2 separate regions of the Pan troglodytes genome follow, and region 1 is linked to region 2. A link is a contact called in public Hi-C data. All regions are on one chromosome and are shown on one strand. Each heading gives the region's core, a stretch centred on a gene start, on an enhancer-like site or on the middle of the called end of the contact. The rest is flanking DNA. Distances are from core to core; before and after follow the strand shown. Region 1 holds the start of LOC743172. Region 2 holds the start of MICOS10 (mitochondrial contact site and cristae organizing system subunit 10).

Region 1 (6,629 bases), core at 275-2,774, 240 kb before region 2:
AGCTGAGAAAATATCAAACGAACATCTGCAGGGCCCTTCCCCGGATGGGAAACCTTGGATCTCTTTCCAGACATTTACAATCTCGCCTCTTTCCCACGTCTCTGCTGTCACACAGGAGAAGTGACCTCTCAGTACAACTTCCTTTTCAACATTTTGGAACTTGGGGCTTGCAACCTTTTTTCACTTGCTCTACAACCCTCCCATGGGGGGCCACGTGGCAGTGTGTCAGAGGGTACCTTCTGCCCGCCTCTCCTCACACACATCCACAAGCCTGGGCAGGAAGGTATGATCCGGCCGGCCTGCGGCTCACCTTCACTCCGACAGCCTCACTGCTGCGGGAATTTGCCAGAAGACTTTAGCTGTTTACCTTGTCTTCCAGTTGACGTCCCTGAGAAACATCTTTTGGTGGTTGGAGGTGGGAGAAATAAAAGCCGAAAATGATGGAGGCAGGGCTAGGTGGAGGCAGCATCGCCTGGTCTGGCTGTGTTCTGGCTGGCTGGCAGGCCACATGCCCAGGAGAGTGGCGCTCTGCCCCGGCCACTGGCCTACCACCAGCCGCCTACACTGGGACACGAGTGGGCACAGGGCATAGCCTGATGTGCCCACGGAAGGGACCCCTGCGAGGTGCCAGCAAGCCAAAGCTGGCGGCCTTCTCCAGATGGGCCGTGGGAAACAGGAAGACAAGGGTGCGCCCGGGGCCACACACAGGGAAGGGCAGCTGCCGCTGCTGCCGGGGTGAGGCAGGCTGGGCCACAGGACCCTGGGAAAGCTGAGGACCCATGGGGCCTTGCTGAGGGTGCTGATGCTGGCTGGGATGGCTCTTGGGGCTAGGGCCTGGCACTGTGGGCCTGGGGAGACAGCTCCAAAACCAAGCAGCCTTCCTTCCTGACACACGTGGGGCAAGGGCATGTGAGCGTGGGTGACCTGGATGAGGCCAGGTTTCCAGAGGAAAAACCCAGGCCCAGGTTGCTGTAAGGACTGTGTAAGGAGGAACTCGAGTGAGGGGCTCTCATCTGACCCCCATCTCATATCTTGGTCGTCCAGCCCCTGACCACTCCACTCCAGAATGCCTCCCAGCCTGCCCTTCTTCCCCTGCCCTTCTGTTTCTGCCCTTGCCACCTCATGCCTCAGACTGACACTAGCTTCTTCACTGACCTCTCTGCTGCAGGGCTGTCCCCTCTGACCCTCCCAGGGCTGCCTGATCCAGGCCCTTGTCATCTCTCTCCTTGATGACTGTAACAGCTTCCCCCTGACCACCCATCCCCCAAGCCCACTGGCAGAGCCACCTTCTGAAAACACAGATCCAATCAGATCATTGGACTCCCTAGAAACCTCAAAGCCCTCCTGACAGCCTCTAGTAGTGAACACACCCCAGTGGCCAAGTGGCTTCCAGCAGGAGATCATCCTGAAAGACAAAGGCACACCTGCGGGAGGGGCCCAGAGGGCAGCGCTGCTCAGCACACACCTGGGGAGCCTTGACCCCGTGTGCGGCTCTGCAGGGTTGATCCTGCTTGCGGGGCCTGCTTGCTCCTGAGGCTACAGGTCCACTGCAGCTGCTCATGCCGGCTGCTGAGACAGAGTCCTGTCTACACTGAGCTGACTGCTCCATGCACTTCCATCTGACTATTTAGCAGTCACCGAATGGCAGGCACAGAGGACGAATTAAGACCAAAACAGTTGTGGCGTGGTATAAAGTAGCATATTTTTTTCTCACCAGGCAAATCTGGGTTCACATCCCAGCTTTGCTTCTTACTGGTTAAATTATATGGGCAAATTATTTAAGTTTGAACTTCAGTTTCCTCACCTGTTAAATGAGAATAACTTGACCTTGGTTACAATCTAATCCAAGGGGAGAGCCTGCAAACCATGCATGTTCATGCTCACTGATCTGCTCACTTCTCCCAGAACCCTTCGTCTCCCATCCAAACAAGCACAGGCGTTTTTCCAAGGCTCCTCTGGGACCCGTAGCCAAGCTCTGCAACCCTCACTTCCCCTGTTTGCTCAGAAGCTGTGCATCATTAACTTAGATTTGTCTACCTCATTGCAATCCCTCCTCCTTCTGTAGTTACTTACATCGGAACCCAGCCCCAGCTTTAATGCACCTCAAATGAATGATGTGGTGATCGGCCGTTAGAATGATGGCAGAGCATTAATTTCCTCATTAAAGCCCCCAGAGCAAAAGGCAACGCGAACCAAGTCCGAAGCCCTGGCCAAGGTGTGCTGAGGACAGGCACTCATCAGGCCTGGGTTTAGCTTGGCAGGAGACACTGCTCATGGCAAGCCGGAACCAGACTCTGGCCATGGGCTGACAGCTCTGATTTAAACTATTAGGAGGGCTGAGGATTAAATATTTGTCCAGGTCACTGTAAACCGGGTGGAATTATCAACAGCCTGGAGTGGTAAGTGATACAGGAAGCAGTCTCTGGATACAGATTCAGGATTTTCCACCCAGTCCCCAGGTGGCAGGATGTGGGAGAGTCAGGCTGCAGGGGAGCTGGCTGCCTGGGGGTTTGGCTGTTCCTCCCTAGCCAATGGCCCCTGGAAGATAGGAGTCCACTTCCACGCAAAAAGGCTAAGTGCCCCCCGTGTGCACTAGTGAGTAGTCCTGGGATGGGACTGTGACATCCCTGCCCAGAGGCCAAAAAGAGGACCGCAATATCCCTTCTGGCCTCCAGCCCCTCTGACACAGGAGAGGCAGTGGAGCTTCTATAGGTGGAGGGAGGGTCCCAGGTATGACGGCTGACATTCACCTTGCGCCACTATTTTTTCAATGCATGTAGATGTTGTTGTAACTAGTAGAATGCAAATTCACTTAAAAGATTTACTACACTGGGCCGGGTGTGGTGGCTTATGCCTGTAATCCCAACACTTTGGGAGACCGAGGTGGGCGGATCACTTGAGGTCAGGAGTTCGAGACCAGCCTGGCCAACATGGTGAAATCCCATCTCTACTAAAAATACAAAAAATGAGCTGGGCGTGGTGGTGCATGCCTGTAATCCCAGCTACTCGGGAGGCTGAGGCAGGAGAATCGCTTGAACCCGGGAGGCAGAGATTGCAGTGAACCGAGATCACACCACTGTACTCCAGCTTGGGTGACAGAGCGAGACTCTGTCTCAAAAAAAAAAAAAAAAAAAAAAAATTTTACTGCATCGATCCTTTCGGTCATATTTTTTCTATCCACAGCTATTGAGAGCATAATTATCTTACCGAAACAGATCTCTGATGTTAAAAGGAATTCTCACAGTGGACAGTCAGGGACTGCTGGAACCGAGAACGGAAGGGCATCCTTGCAGAAAGTGGCGCCCCGCTGAGGCTCTCAAGGCTGTGCCGTTTCTGCCAATACCGACTTCTCCGAAGGCAAAGAGGGGTCCTTGTGAAACCCAGTTGTGCTTGGTCTATGCTTTCTCTTCCCCCTTTACGCCAAGCATCTTGTGGCACTGCACTAGCACAAGATTAAGGCCTTCTCTTGGGATGGGAATGTAAAGGGTCCGGAACATGGACCTTTATACAAGGTTCTTAAACCCACCCAGATGCTTATGGGAGCATCTAAGGTAGAAAGGCAGACAAGTTTGCTCAGGGGAGGCAGTACCTTCCAGTCCAAGTCCAAGTTTGCCTTAGACAGAACCTAGGAACAACGTCGTGGAGAAGGGTTGCTAGTGATACACAAACAAAAGATGGATAAGAGAGAGGTATCCAGTAGGGCACTTCTGAAATTTCAATGTGCACACATTACCTGGGCAATTTTGTGAAAATAGAGATCCTGATATGCTAGGTCTGGGTGGGACCTGATATTTCTGCCTTTCTGCCAAGCTCTTTGGTGATGCTGATGCTGGTCCTTGGACTACGCTGAGGGCAGCAAGGTGCAGACACTCTGAGCTCAGGTAAGCTGCTCCCAGAGAGCTGGCCTGACTGATGGGCTGGGCATGGCCACAGAGACGGCAAACAGGGCCAAGCACCACTTCTCACAGCAAAACATGAGCTGAAGCATGGGGATGTGCGGGGCCCTGAGGGGTAAGGAGGAGCCACGGCCAGCGCCTGGCCTCCCTCAGCAGGAGGCCAGCAGAGTGCCAGCAGCTGTGAGCAACCTTGCAGGCCCAGAGAGCTTTTATTTGAAAATGCAAAGCCCTACTTAGATGGTGGATTTATAGCTGGCTGAACATGCTTACCCTAAATGGGGCACCTGCTCACTCATCTCTGCAGGTCAGCACTGAGGCCAGCACCTGTGGGCACTGGCAAGTGGCTATGAGCGGGTAACTCTACCTGTCTGGTAAGGCTGCCTCCGAGGTTCATGGTGCCAGAGCCAGATTTGTTGGTCTGCAGCCACAGCATCACCGTGGAGGTCAACTTGTAATGGGCGGTGCGACCGCTGGATTTCTCCTGGAAGGACAAGACAGAGATCTGTTGAGCTGAGGGAGAGCCTGAAGTGGCCCCTTGAATTCAGGGTCATCCTAACATCTCCCTTCCTAGGTCATTATCACAATATTACCTTTTTTTTTTTAAATTGGAGACAAAGTCTCGCTCTGTCACCCAGGCTGGAGTGCAGTGGTGCGATCTCAAGTCACTGCAGCCTCCACCTCCCAGGTTCAAGCGATTCTCCTGCCTCAGCCTCCCAAGTAGCTGGGATTATGGGCGCCCACCACCACGCCTGGCTAATGTTTTTTGTGTTTTTGGTAGAGATGCGGTTTCGCCATATTGGCCAGGCTGGTCTTGAACTCCTGACCTCCGGTGATCTGCCCACCTCAGCCTCCCAAACTGCTGGGATTACAGGCCCGAGCCACCGTACCTGGCCTCACAATATTATCTTTCTTATAAAATCTCAACTGGTTTTTAAAGGGACATTTGTAATTATGTATTTCTTCTGGGAACTTAATCATCAATGACTACTGCAATCTTGACTTATCTTTATCCAAATGGCTTTGAGGCATTTCTCAGAATTAGGGGTTCAGAGATCACAGCATCCCCCTACTGCATCTGTTAGAGAGCAGCGCGGCACTGGCTGGTGTGCCATCTGTACTTAGTGGCCCGGGCCACCAGCTGCTGGGAGGCAGTACCTGCACTTCTACCACGTGGATGGAATCCCAGCAGCCTTTGATCTTCTTTGATCCATCTCCAGCCTTCTTTATGAGGATCACTCCAGCAAAGCCATGATCCAGATCCCAGAGGTAGACAGATGAGACGCCGCCTTCAAAATACCTGCAGGAAACAGGCCAACGTGCCTGTTAGATGCTAAAGGACAGATCATCAGCCTGGGTCCCAGGCTACTGCTCAGCAAAGATTCTGGGATTCAGGGCCCTCCCTGCGACAGTTATGGGAGCCGATCCTTGGGTGTGTTCTGATCGTCTGTGGCTGGGGGAGGGGGTGCAGCATTCCTGGGGGTGTAGTAGGTTTAGGCGTCATAAAGATGAATTTGAGTTTGGGCTCTGCCACCTCCTCTAGCTTTGTGGTCTTTGGCTTACTGAACCCCTCTGGGCGTCACACTCCTCCCAGATAAAGAACGCAGCACGACTGACATCCAGTGACAATCCATGCAGGCCATGACTACTGGAGTCACCACGGTGGTTCGATATTTCTGTCTTTTGGGATATTTTACAGGGCAGATGAGAAAATACAGCAACAAACTCCCTATACCCTGATCCCTCCTGAGCCTGGCAGACCAGGGCTCCAGTTGGTCTTTCGGAGCAACCTCCTACAAAGCGCTAGCCGGAAATGAAGGGCTCAGCTTGAGACAGTGCTTCCTCCTCAAATCCGACTCAATGCAAAAACATCTTTTCTTTTTTTCTGTTTTTGAGATGAAGTCTCACCATCTCCCAGGCTGGAGTGCAGTGGCACCATCTCGGCTCACTGCAACCTCTGCCTCCCAGGTTCAAACGATTCTCCTGCCTCAACCTCCTGAGTAGCTGGGATTACAGGTGTGCACCACTGCACCTGGCTAATTTCTGTATTTTTAGTAGAGATGGGGTTTTGCCATGTTGGCCAGGCTGGTCTCAAAACCCTGACCTCAAGTGATCCACCCGCCTCGGCCTCCCAAAGTGCTGGGATTACAGGCATGAGCCACTGCGCCTGGCCCAGAAACATTTCTAATTATAATCAAATGGAAGAGGGATTTCTAATTACGACCAAATGGAAGAGGGAACGAAAAGGTTAGATGAGAAATGGGAATCAGTCTGGGATCCCAAACCCAACAGACCCAGGTCAACTACTGTGGCTCACTGGGACTGCCGTGAGCAGAGGTGAGGGGTGGAGTCAGCTGATGGGAACCGCAAATGCTGTTGATAACCAACAAAAACTATGCGAAATCTCATTTCTTGTGGCGAAAGTCTGTAGCCTCTCCGACCCCAATTAAGCCCCAAAGAGAGAAATCTCATCTCTGTTGATAACCAACGAAACTGTGAGCAATCTCATCTCTCGTGGTGAGCACATCTTTATCAGAAAGTCTGGGGCCTCTCTGACACCTATTAAGCCCCAAAGCCACGGTGCGGCAGGCGCATTCTGGGAGCACCCTGCCCTCAGCCCCGGACGGCTGGGAAGGTGGGCCGCAGAGTACACTGGGTGGGTACAGGCTTGGGAGTCAGACAGACCCAATGACAGCTCTAGCACGCCCAGCTATGAGTTATGCTCAGGCATGCATG
Region 2 (7,414 bases), core at 904-3,403:
TTGCAAATAAATAGTTGAACGATGCCTGTAATCCCAGCACTTTGGGAGGCCAAGGTGGGTGGATCACTTGAGCTCAGGAGTTTGAAACCAGCCTGGCCAATATGGCGAAACCCCATCTCTACTAAAAAAATACAAAAAGTTAGCCAGGCGTGGTGGTGGGCGCCTGTAATCCCAGCTATTTTGGAGGCTGAGGCAGAAGAATTGCTCGAACCCAGTAGGCAGAGGTTGCAGTGAGCCGAGATCGCGCCACTGCACTCCAGCCTGGGTGACAGAGCGCGACTCTCTCTCAATAAATAAATAAACAAATAAATAGGTGAATAAATTCAATTCAGTTCAACAAATATTTCATAGAAGACCCTACTATCCAAGGCATTGTGCTCTGACTGGAAGTAGGAAGACGAAGGGGCAACTTCTAGTTCTACTAGCAGATAATATCTACAACCAGATGTTTCAGTACTAGATAGAGAAATCAATGTGGGTAGGCAGAGTAGTGGGACAATGAGAAGGGGAAGGCAGCTCTAAGCTCTATCTGACTAGGCTTCCTAGAATCAGTGCAGTGTTGAAGCTTGGATAGATCCAGTGTATGAATGGGAGTCATTGACAGCTTTTTTTTTTTTTTCTTTTGTGATAGGGTATCACTCTGATGCCCAGGCTGGAGTGCAGTGGCATGAACATGGCTCAGTGTAGCCTCCACTTCCCAGGCTCAAGTGATCCTCCCACCTCAGCCTCCTAAGTAGCTGGGACTAAAGGCACACATCACATTAGCCTGGCTAATTTTTTAAATTTTTTGTAGAGACAGGAATCTCACTATGCTGCCTAGGCTGGTCCTGAACTACTGGCCTCAAACAATCCTCCCGCCTCAGCCTCCCAGAGTGTTGGGATTACAGGTGTGAGCCACTGCTCTCGGCCTTCATTGACAGCTTCTAATCAGAGGCATAACGTGGTCAGATTTCTATTTGTTGGTAGGATGGAAGACTAAAATCAATGACACTAGCCAGTAGGCTGGATATACAATCTCTCTTGATAGCTGTGGGCATTTGGTTTCAGGATCTCGCAGTTACCAAAATGCAGGATGCTCAAGTCCCATATATAAAATGGCGTGGTATTTGCATACAACCTACACACATGCTCACATATCCTTTTTTAAAATTTTTTTTTTTTAAGAGATGAAGTCGAACTCCTAGTCTCAAGCAATCCTCCCATCTCAGCCTCCCAAGTAGCTGGGACTACGGTCGCATGCCACTGTGCTGGCTCCCATATACTTTAAATCATCTCTAGGTTACTTATAATACCTAATACAATGTAAATCCTAGGTAAATAGTTGTACTGTATTTTAAATTTTGCATTATTTTTTATTTGATTCAAAAATGTTTCTGGTCCATGGTTGGTTAAATCCATGGATGCAAAACCCACAGATACAGAGGGCACCCTGTGTATGTATGTGTATGTGTGTGTGTGTGTGTGTGGGTGGGTGTGTAAATATATACATGGATAGGAGGCCTGAGGTAGACGTTTTACCTGGAGATATAATTTGGCAGTGTTTGCAATTACTCAGGGAGAGTCTGTACAGTGAAAAGAGAATTGATGGAAGCTTGCGAACCAACAGTCCTTAAACAGCTGGCAGAGAAAAGGCCGCCCTGGAGGAAACCAACAGACAACAGCAGATGGGGAGAAGAGGAAAGAGTGGCGTTACCGGGAGTGAAACGAATAGAGGAGCCAGGGAGGATCAGAGGGAGGGAAAATTGTGTGGAATGCGGTACAGAGGTCAGAAAAGCGTCCATTTGATTTGGCGGTAGGTAATCTTTCCCAGAGCAGTTTCGGTGTTAGTGGTTCAGGCGGGAATTCCAATGCAAGAAACCAGTGAACGAATGAGAGAGTGAGTAGGGAAAGTGAAGGTGAGTACGTTAATGAATGAATAAATCAAGTCTGTACCCTCTCTTGCCCGGGGGATTTCCAGGGCCAATGTCGCACTTTGGTGCGGAGGAAAGGCCTGGTCACGGCTTGGGGTGACGCCTAGGAAACTGTCAGCCTCGCAACCCATAGGCGCAGCCCCAAGGTCAGGGTCACCTCGAGCCTCCAGGCAACTCGTCACCTTGACGACCAACTGAAAAAACCGGAAGGGATGGAAGCAGCGGATCATCTCGCGATATCTGGAGCGTCTGCGCCGGCCTTCCTGACCTGGGACTTCTTTCCAGCTCTCGCGAGACTTTCAGGGGTCGGAGCGCGGGGGCCGGCCGAGAGGAAAGCTGGAGGCGCGGGTGGGGAACATGTCTGAGTCGGAGCTCGGCAGGAAGTGGGACCGGTGCCTGGCGGATGCGGTCGTGAAGATAGGTAAGGGGCTTTTCGCCCCAGCAGGCCCGGCCGGTGCAGAGCTGCTGGCTCCAGGCTGCGCTGCCCAGGAGGAAGGAAGGGAAGCCCCATGGGAGGTCAGGCCTCTCGGCCTTTTCCGGCCCCTCCGGCCAGGGCGAGCCGCCCGGGCCCCGGCGGGAGGTCACTCGGGCGGCGGGCACAGACCCGAGGAGCCGGAGCAGCAGCCCGTGTGCGGGGTGGAGTTGCAGCCCGGAGGAGGTGGTCGGGGTTGGCAGGTGGCAGGAGAGTCGCAGAGCTCTTGAGTGGAAGACAGTGTCGGGGCACACCCTCGTGCCGGAGCCGCGGGGTTCTCCTCCCGGGTGGTGCATCCCCCGGCACGCGGCGGGGAACCGGCTCAGGAGGCCACGCTGCTCCCCGGCGGAAACCAAAGTGCCTTCTGGAGAAGGTCACCTGGAGCATTTCATAGACACCGCCAGGCCCTGATGCGAGTTGCTGTCATTCCCGACTTGCCACCTGATTTATTTGAATCAGAGTAGTCTGGGGCCTGAACTTAGAGGGGTGATGATCTGGAATGAGAATTGCGCTGGAAAGTAAGAAGTTGTTCACGTTAAGTTTTTCTGCGTAGTCCTTTAACACGTGCTCAGTGACGGCACAAATTATGAAGTCACTGTATGGTGGGGAGGAGAAAGGAAACTCGTTTATTGAGCGTATATTGTCTTCATTGTGCGAAATAATCTTTTTACAGGCCGTGAAATGGAGAGTCAGGTGAAGGAATTTGCCCACGGTCACAGCTAACAAATGGCAAAATTAGGGATTTTACCCAGGTTTTCTGGGGTCAAGTCCCATGTTCCTTCTTCGATGCTAATTTTTGTTACCCAAATGTGATATTTTTGTGTGGTAATGTTAGGGTATTTAAGAGGATTTAGGATCGTGTCTTTGAATGAAAACATTGAGGAATAAGATTGTAAGCTCCATGAGAGCAGGGATGTTTTCTGGTTTAGTCACTGCCCCATCCGCAGCCCCTAAAAGAGTGCTTAATAAAAATTGTTGAGAGTGAGTAAATAAATGAAACAGTTTATCAGTTACCATTTCACCTCTGAATTCAGCACTTACAGTCAAGTGATTTGGGGCAAGTTATTTAACTTTTCTGTGCCTGATTCCTATTTGGAAATCGGCAGTAATAATTATTACTATCTCATAGAGTCGTTGGGAGGATTAAATGAGTTAGTTTGTGTAAAGGCTTGAATATGGATCACTTAGGAATGGGTTATTTTGGAAGCGACTAAACAGTCACTTTTGTTTTGTTACTGTTAACAGCTTGCAGTTCAGAGAGAAGACTTAACACCTAGCTATGAAATGACCAAAGTAGTTACTAGGCAATGTCATATAGTTAAGAAAGAGCTTTGAGCTGGGCGAAGTGGCTCAGGCCTGTAATCCCAGCACTTTGGGAGGCCGAGGCGGGAGGATCGCCTGAGATCAGGAGTTGGAGACCAGCCTGGGAAACAAAGTGAGACCCTTCCCTTAAAAAAAAAAAAAGAAGAAGGGGCTTTGGAGGTAGACAGAGCTGAGTTCGAATCATCCACTCTCAGTCTTCTCGCCCATCCTTACTAATTTTGTAGCTTTGGGTAAAGTCTCTTTCTCAACTACGAAATGGTGATCAAAAGAGATTTACCTGAAAGTATTAAAAAAAGTAAAGGACAGAAAAATACATAAACTACTTAGCACAGTGCCTGGTGCTTTATGTATACAGTAATGGTAGTCATAATAACTGGCTTTTAAAATTTTTTAATGTATTTTATTTATATTTATTTTTAATTAACTTATTTTTTTTATACAGGCAGGGTCTCCCTATGTTGCCCAGGTTGGTCTCTTAACTCCTGGGCTCAAGCGATCCTCCTGCCTCAGCCTCCCAAAATGCCAGGATTACAGGCATGTGCCACACTCATAGTAGTTGTTTTTTATTTTTTGAAATAGGGTCTCGCTCTGTCACCCAGGCTGGAGTGTAGTGGTGGGATCTCGGCTTACTGCAACTTCTGTCTCCTTGGGCTCAAGTGATCCTCCCACCTCAGCCTCCTGAGTAGCTGGGACTATAGGTGTGTGCCACCATGCTCAACTATTTTTGTATTTTTTGGTAGAGACGGTGTTTTGCCATATTCCTCAGGCCGGTCTCAAACTTCTGGGCTTAAGTGATCCATCCTCCTCAGCCTCCCAAAGTGCTGGCATTACAAGCTTGAGCCACTGCGCCCAGCCAATAGTTGTTGATATTAATATTATTGTGCTACTGAAGACCACGTGAGGCAGTGAATAGTGTCACTCTGTCTCTCATGCGTAGAACGTTGATAGGGGTGCAGCATATACATGTGGAGTAATTAAATGAGGCAAGGTGATGTACGATCTCAGGTATAAGTTAAAATGAGTGATTCAGACTCTTTTGCTGTAGGGTTGTATATTAAGTGACTGAAGGGATGGGCTGAGGTCATTCAATAAGAGTGTGGAAGGGCCTTCAACTGACCTTTGTAGAATGGCTTGGGATTGAATAGTCAGGTAGGATGGAAGAAGAACTTAAGCAAAGGTCAAGTTGGATTTTTATGAGGAGTAAATCGAAGCGCAGAGAGGTTAAATAGCCAGAAGTGGAGGAGCTGGGATTAGAACCCAGGCATCCTAATTTCAGTGCAAAGAGGCTGGTTTAGGTGGAGTCAGAACTGTGAAATGTCTTAGAGAGATTCCATTTTATCTTGGAGGTGTTTTGAGTTGCCTGTTGACTTTTTCACATGCTTTCTGCATATTCAACACCTCTGCCTTAAAAATCTATTGCTTCCAGGGCTCACTAGGCATAGGCTGGTGGGTAATCATGGGATGGTTTCAAGCAACAAATATTTATTGAGCTGTGGGTCAGTCAGCGGGCAAATAGAGAAGCATAAGACATTTCACTGCCCTCAACAGGGAATTGACGTAATATATTAGGTTGCCATTAAAAAAAAAAATTGGCAAAGACCACAGTTACTTTTGCACCAACCTAGTAAATGAAATTTTAGTATGATTGTTCTGGCAGAATGAATTTGGAGCAGAGGAAACTAGCAGTACTGTAATTGTGAGGTGATAAAAGTCTGACCTGTTAGACTGGAATAAATGGGCATATTTGAGAAATTTCAAACTTTTTCCCATCTGTGAAATAAGGGAGTTGTCCTGTTGGTGATGGGCTGAGAGAGAGGGCGGAAGAGAGAAGAAGTAAGGGAGGCTTTAGTCTGAGTTGTCTTTGAAACCATGAAGGTGTACGCTCTTCTATAGTGAGCGTGTTGCTTCCTGTTTTCTCTGGGTAGTGAGGTTCTGGAACTCTTTAAACCTCATTGGCTGCTTGCTTTTCTGGTATTTCAAAATGGAGATGGAGACTCGGGGAATGGCAGCCTGTCATAAGATAGGTAAGAGGTTTGGTGGAAGACATAGACAGGAAGAAAAGGCCAATGCAGGCTTTCAGCTCCATCTTGATAATTTCACTGTGGGTTTTTGTTGTTTTTAAGACAAGGTCTCACTCTGTCACCCAGTCTGGAGTGCAGTGGTGCAATCACAGCTCACCACAGCCTTGACCTCCAGAGCTCAGGCGATCCTCCCACCTCAGCCTCCTGAGTAGCTGGGACTGTGGGTACGCACCACCATACCCATCTAACTTTTGTATTTTTTGTAGAGATGGGGTTTCACCATGTTGCCCAGGCTGGTCTTGAACTCAGGGTCCAAACGATCCACCTACCTTGGCCTCCCAACGTGCCAGGATTACAGGCATGAGCCACCACACCTGGTCCATCTTGATAATTTCATACTCTGGCTTGGCAAAGACTGAAGGGAAGCCATGGTGAATGCACAGCAACTTCTGTGAGTCCTTCTCTGTTTGGTTGTCTTATACCTAAAGTGTTTTGCTTCCAGGGTTCACCAGGGTTATTTTCCCACCTGTTTGCTGTAAGATGACTATTATAATCACTCGTGTTTAGCATAGGTGTTGTATAGCTGAGTTAAATAGCTTTCTTAAGCCTGTACTTTAGGCAGTGGTCCTTTAAAAAAGTAATCTTCAAGGATCTTTTCACCCTGAGGCTTGAATAATATCTTAATAGAAAATTATCATATGATTTTGTCCTGTAGGAAGAGACATTTATTTATAAATACCCTTGCCCCCATTACTATCTTAAGAAAAGGAGTTCTAGGCCAGGCACAGTGGCTCATGCCTGTAATCCCAGCACTTTGGGAGTCTAAGGTGGGAGGATCACTTGAGCCCAAGAGGTCGAGACCAGCCTGGGCAACATAGTTAGACCCATTGCAGCAAAAAATATATATATTAGCTGGGTGTGGTGGCATACGCCTGTGGTACCAGCTACTTGGGAGGCTGAGGTAGGAGGATCTCTTGAGCCTAGAGGTTGAGGCTGCAGTGTGCTGTGATCGCACCACTGCACTCCAGCCCGGATGACAGAGCAAGACCCTTTCTCAAAAAAAAAAAAAAAAAAAGAAAGAAAAGAAAAAGGAAAAAAAAGAAAAGCAGTTATATTTTACCTGCTTATTCGGGTTTTAAAACCTCTATTTATTTTGTATCAAATAGTGTGGAAGAATAGGTGATTTCTAGTATGGTTTGAACTGATAAATTAAGCCCATGGATCTAAAAACAATAGCAAAAATTAAAACCCATCTTTCTCTTGGAAGGGAGCTCTGAGTGATGGGCACAGTGCGCCCTTACTTGTTACACATCCACTTCTCTTTTTTCCACTCTTTTAGCCCTTGTTGCTTTCTTTTTCTTTATTCCTGTCACATTTTTACACTTCTTTTTGACCTCTATTATTCCTGCCGCTGCCACTACATACATTGCCTAGTTCATCTATAAAGTTTGACATTGATAGGTCTTTTTTCCTTAGTAACCCTGTTAGCATTTAAGAAGTTCCTAGGTATTCTATTTATTCTTTATCACATCATTTTTCTTAATAGCATGTTTCACCATTTGAAATTTGTAATTGGTTTCTTTACTTGATTGTTCCTTCTCCCTGGAATGTAAACTTCATAAGAACCAGAGGCTGTTGTGTTCACTGTTGATCCCCTAACCCCTGGTTTAGAGGAGGCGTACAATAAT

Evidence for each region. A called contact is a pair of places that touch in the nucleus more often than the background predicts.
Region 1: a Hi-C map of induced pluripotent stem cells shows a contact between it and region 2, with 1.7 times the contacts expected there. The contact joins the promoter of LOC743172 here to the promoter of MICOS10 in region 2. A contact is called at or near these places in 2 of 7 Hi-C or Micro-C datasets (induced pluripotent stem cells and stem cell-derived neural progenitor cells), 1 of 1 datasets of contacts at active chromatin or transcription factors (stem cell-derived excitatory neurons) and 1 of 1 other capture datasets (stem cell-derived neural stem cells).

The regions. Positions count from the first base shown.
Region 1 is chr1:211,840,979-211,847,607 of NHGRI_mPanTro3-v2.0_pri, reverse strand. LOC743172 reads right to left here and starts at 1,524. Exons shown (of 1, transcript XM_054680200.2): 1 at 1-1,524. The coding sequence starts at 1,404. The coding sequence ends at 364. It overlaps CAPZB (capping actin protein of muscle Z-line subunit beta), which reads right to left. Exons shown (of 9, transcript XM_003307839.6): 5 at 5,052-5,193; 6 at 4,261-4,377.
Region 2 is chr1:211,601,396-211,608,809 of NHGRI_mPanTro3-v2.0_pri, reverse strand. MICOS10 (mitochondrial contact site and cristae organizing system subunit 10) reads left to right here and starts at 2,153. Exons shown (of 4, transcript XM_009449727.4): 1 at 2,153-2,331. The coding sequence starts at 2,268.